Regions from separate parts of the Zea mays genome. Here region 1 is linked to region 2. The links are chromatin contacts, called in public Hi-C maps. All regions are on one chromosome and are shown on one strand. Each heading gives the region's core, a stretch centred on a gene start, on an enhancer-like site or on the middle of the called end of the contact. The rest is flanking DNA. Distances are from core to core; before and after follow the strand shown.

What was found. A called contact is a pair of places that touch in the nucleus more often than the background predicts.
Region 1: a Hi-C map of ear shows a contact between it and region 2, with 1.7 times the contacts expected there. The contact joins the enhancer-like site here to the promoter of LOC103641545 in region 2. A contact is called at or near these places in 2 of 25 Hi-C or Micro-C datasets (ear and tassel).

What each region holds. Positions count from the first base shown.
Region 1 is chr10:107,755,058-107,757,757 of Zm-B73-REFERENCE-NAM-5.0, reverse strand. No RefSeq gene overlaps it. Among protein-coding and RNA genes, the nearest start is that of LOC109943022, 85 kb to the left of the region's middle. Within about 2 kb of position 1,322, at least 10 of the 20 cell types and tissues checked have an H3K27ac peak or open chromatin away from gene starts, as enhancers often do. A contact at or near this core is called in ear and tassel, where this site is marked.
Region 2 is chr10:107,608,279-107,610,978 of Zm-B73-REFERENCE-NAM-5.0, reverse strand. LOC103641545 (Protein SMAX1-LIKE 4) reads left to right here and starts at 1,389. Exons shown (of 3, transcript XM_008664889.4): 1 at 1,389-2,700. The coding sequence starts at 1,764.

The DNA of each region.
Region 1 (2,700 bases), core at 73-2,572, 150 kb before region 2:
TTGGTCACTTGTTTTCAATTGCTACATGGCATAAAAAACAAGGCAACACAAGTTGAGAAGTTTGGACATTCGTCCTTAAGTTATCACTTCTTCGAAGTGTTAGCTTGAGGACGAAGGTTTTTAAAAGAAGATGCGAATAAAACAATATTGAACAAAATGACAATGAACAATAAAGTATGAAACTCATCTTTTGTGCCTTAGCATTTTTTTATTCCACATTCCTTCGTATTGTACAAGTTTACAAAAATGCATTCGGCTTCTTTGCACAAGATAGCTAGAAGATACTTCGAAGACTGAGCGAAATGAAGCTTAATTAAGGCCCTCAAAAAGGTGAATTTATGTAGGGCACCGCTCACCTATTTATAGGGGAAGTTGAATAGTTTCGTTAGAAATTACAAACATGTCTACAAAGTTTACACACATGATTTACAAATGATGCGGGAACATCACCGTCTTTTCTCTTTCTTTCTTGCTGAACAAGCCTTGGACTTCTTCTCCTTTGTCGCTTTGCATCCGAAGCTATCTCCATGCCGAGGCTAGCGACCTCGGCACGCACCTTCGCTCCTTGCGTATATGGACGAAGCTTTTCTTTACAAACTGCTTCCGTCGAAGGCTAGATTGGTTCGTCCTTTATTATACGTCTGAAACACATCTTATACTAAAGCAAAAGCATTTTGCGGACCTTCGATATATGTTATCATATATTTTTCTACAATGATATTGATATGTTAGGTTATTGTTTTAGTTCATATGAACTATCGAGGGTGCCCGCTCATGAAGCGCCGCCGCCGCGCCGCCGCTCTACGGTTTTCAATTCGAAGCAACTTTTTACTACTAATACCAGCACCCTCTCGATAAATGTTGCCTTTCTTTTTTTACCACTGCCGCTCAAATAATTCCAGAACTAAAAAGCCTAAACCCAAGCCGATCCCAGCACCACGTCTCAGTACTCTTTGCCGCGTGCGCGCACGCCGCGCGCTGGCCCTCTTCATCCCTCGCAGACTCGGCCCTGCATTAACTGTGCCGAAGCAAACGTCCCTTTTGGACGACGATCAGACGGCCACACTGCGGTTTGTCGAGAATGTGCAAGCCGCGGCCGGCAAGGACATATGCCCGCCTCGAGCTTCGCGAGAATGCTGCCTCGGGTTTCGCAGGAATGCTGCACAGCACAGGCACAGGCACAGCCTGTAGGCATCGTCGTCGGTTGCAGTAGTATCTGCATGGAGTTTTCTTTCCCATGCCAAGATGCCTGCTCGTCTCCGTGGACGCATGCGATCACTCGTCGCTCTCGCGTACCACACTACTCTGAAACCCGGCCGGCCGGCCAGTCTGTGCGTGTCTCTGTCTGCGTCCTATCCTATGTGCGCATGCATGCATGCTGGGTTGTCGACGCTGATGACCTGATGGGCTAGCGACATAGAGCTTCAGCCTTTTCTCGCTATGGAGGCAGGAGTGTTGTAGGCCAACGGACGGGCAAGGGAATGTAAATTGCTGTCTTTTGCTCGTTTCTGGCGGGCACTATAGTGAGGTGTCTCTAAACTGTGTGTGTGTGTTTTTTTTGCTTTATTTTCACGTGACAAACAACATTTATCTAAGGTGCTCTTTGGATCTATTCATTTTAGACGAATTAGAATTTACTTAATAAAGTAGTCTATTTAACTTAGAATTTAACATTCCACCACTTTCAAAGCTCAGATATAAGTTTATCTTAAATTCATGGAGTGTAGTATAGAAAATAAATTTATATATCAATGGAATATGTTTCTACTCTACAAGTCATAAGACGCTCTGTGATCCACTCCGATCCTCACAACTTTATCGAAACATTCTCAATTTTTTATCACAGCTTCTACATATGATATCATGACATGTGATCAAGTTTCATGATTTTCTGACTTTGTTTGTGTTTTATACAATTTTAAAACAACTTGATGACAAGTTCATGGTTATGTTTAGTGAGCATGGTGCTCCAAGATTCGGGTCTGCTCCTAAAATCGGTCGTAACTTGTGCTAAATTATATGGATATCATTTTTGCATGCACGATTTTTCATGTTTCGAGTGACTTGCAGTTCAAATGTGAATTTTCCGAAGAATGGTACATGTAGATCTACATAGTGTAGGAAAACACTTTTATAATTATGCCAAAATGGTACATGTAGATCTACATAGTGTAGGAACATACCACAAAAAGTTTGGTTGGCAAAATAATAAAATAAAAATATACTTTGTCGAGTGTCCTCGGAAGGCACTCGGCATAGCTTGCTCTGCCGAGTGTCAAACGGGGGCACTCGACAAAGAAGCTTTTTTGCCGAGTGCTAGAACTCGGCTCTCGGTAAAGATAACGGCCGTTAGCTTTAGACGGTGGCTGACGGCCATTTGCCGAGCGTTACCGTTCGCCGAGTGTCTGACACTCGGCAAAGATGTCTTTGTCGAGTGTTTTCCTGTGCCGAGAGTCCTGGTCTCGGTAAACGTGGTCGTTATCGAGAGCAGGACTTCACCGAGTGCGGCACTCGGCAAAGACTTTTTTGCCGAGTGCCCGACAAAAAATACTCGGCAAAGCGCCAAGCACTCGGCAAAGAGCCGGATCCTGGTAGTGTTAGTACCAAACACATTCCCTCAAGCTGTTAGTTTACCTCTATTTTTTAGATCTTTTCTCTTGCTGCTAGTTCATCTTCACTTCCACACATGTATAGAATAAG
Region 2 (2,700 bases), core at 140-2,639:
GACCATTCCGCTCCTATAGACTCCAAAGCAATGGATGCTTGCTACATGCTAGGAGGGCGCAAGGAAGGACGTGGAGAGGGCGGTTCGGGTGCTCAAGGGTCAATTTCATATTCTCAACCATAGATCGTTCTTTTTTTCACCAGTTACTCAGTGTGATCATCTATGCATGTATCATTTTGCACAATAAGATCATTATGGATGACCGTGGAACATCATACAACACGGATGGCTATGAGACAATCAGAGTTCTCTATTGTAGTATTACCGCTAAACACCAACATGCTTTGTTGCCATTCTTTAATGGGGCATATTAAGGATCGACACCAAAGGAATTCGTTTTTTATTAGTTATGTGTTTTTTTAAAATTTTCAAGTTTTATGTTTTATGCATTGTGTAATTTTTGTTTTAGTTTGACCTATGTGTTGTGTATTTTTAAATAATGTAGTTTTTAATTCTCTTTATAAATTACAGAGTTTATATTTGCTTATTTATATGTTCGATAACTTTTCTCTTTCAATGAAACATTGTATTTCATTTACAACAAAAGGGCCTCGAAAAACTTCTTTATGAAGAGCTTTTGCTTTTTTTGAGAATCCAAATTTCTGGATAATCTAGATGTCGCGGGAATCTAAATATCGTGGGACTTACATGCGGAGGAAGATGAAAGGTCTATATGGTTTAGGTTTTTCGAAGATGGTGGATTCCTCTTGGCTCGACAGATTCTGCATTCACGTTAATTTGGACGATTTTTATAAAAGTGATTGTGACAGAAGTAGACTAAGAAGCGAATCATTTTGGCTGTTAGAAGCCGATTCTGACGGCTAGAATCTAGCCAAAAGATGAAACAAACATGGTTTATAAAAGAAAAGCTGACGTGACGCTGATATGGCTATATAATGACGATAAAGATTGTGCACTAGAAAGTTTGATAAATAAGACAATTAAAGATTGCATATTTGAAAGTTGTGATAGATAAAAGCTGATGCTGGTAGATATAGGGCATGTTTGGTTTAACTTTTTTCTGACCAGCTTTTCTGAAAATCTGGCTGTGGGAAGAATCTGACTGTGGGGAGAATCTGAGTATCATTACGATTACATGTGGAGAAAGATAAAGTTGTTTATAGGGCTCAGGATCTAAAAAGTGACGGATTTCTACTATTACAACGACTCAAACGATTATGTGTTTATGTTGATTTTGGATGGTTTTTGCCCAAACGAATTTTATAGAACCTGGCTGGCCAGAAACTGCTAGAAGCCGAAACAAACGGGACCATAGAACGTGGATAATGACGTGACCATAGATATAGCCTAGAGGCTGAATCCGGTCTAGACCGTGTTTAGTTTCTCTTCAGTCCATTATGTTTAGATGGAACGTAAAGATTCTCATGACTATTTATTCGATTCCCTCATTAGTTTAACAGGTGCACTGTTACGAAAAACGAAAATAATCTACGCACTTAGCGAGATTCTTGCTTATTTTCATTCATAAGCGGCACGCTCTAAATGGAAGCAGCACCGCTAGCTAGCCTACACACATACGGCCTACCGAGCACAAGTAGAGCGCTCACGTCTGATCTGATAAATAAAAAGAGAGTGAAGAAGCGCTCAGCTAGCTCACACGCCATCATTGCTGCGCTGCCTCCCAACGTTCGGGCAAGAACGAAGGCGTCTTTCGCTTCCATTGCTGCTGCGAGGGAGAAGAAGCCAGAACAAGAACGTGAGACACACATACATCGTGTGAGGTGGCGTGCTGACGGCGAGGGATGCGGGCGGGGGCATACACTATCCACCAGTCGCTCACCGCCGAGGCGGCCGCCGTGCTCAAGCTCGCGCTCGCGCTCGCGCGCCGGCGCGGCCATGCGCAGGTCACGCCACTGCACGTCGCGTTCGCGCTGCTGACCGGCCCCGCCGCGTGCGCGCAGCCTCTCGCGGCCTTCTCCTCACCCGCGTCTCCGGCGGTGCCGTACGGTCTACTCAAACGTGCCTGCTTGCGGTCGCACCCGGCGCCCGGTCCGGCGGCGTGTCACGGCGCGCCCCAGCACCCACTGCAGTGCCGCGCGCTTGAGCTGTGCTTCAATGTAGCGCTCAACCGCCTGCCCGCTTCCGGCCCGCAGTCGGCGCCCTCCTCGACGTCGCCATTCACGTCGCCGCTTATCCAGCCCAGCCCCACACTCTCCAACGCGCTCGTCGCCGCCCTCAAGCGCGCGCAGGCCAACCAGCGCCGCGGGTGCGTTGAGCTCCAGCAGCCGCCGCCACCAGCAAATGCGCCGCCAGCACAGCAGCAGGCGCTCCTCGCCATCAAGGTGGAGCTGGAGCAGCTGGTCATCTCCATCCTCGAAGACCCCAGCGTGAGCCGCGTCATGCGGGAAGCCGGCTTCTCCAGCGCCACCGTCAAGAGCAACCTCGAGGAGGAGAGCGCGCTCATGCCGCCGCGTTCCTCGTCGTCCCCACCGCTGCCGCTGCCGCCGCCGCCCATCCCTCCCCACTTCTTCATCGACCCCAGCATTCCCTCCAGCGGCAAAGCTGGTGACCGCTTCGGGCTCTGGCCGGCGCACTTCTTGTCCGCGGCGCCGGGCCCGGGCGCATGCAACGACGACGTCCGCGCGGTCCTGGAGGTGATGGTCCGGAAGCAGGAGCGGCGAAGCAACCCCGTTGTGGTTGGCGACTCGGTGTCCATGGCGGAGGCCGTGGCCGACGAGC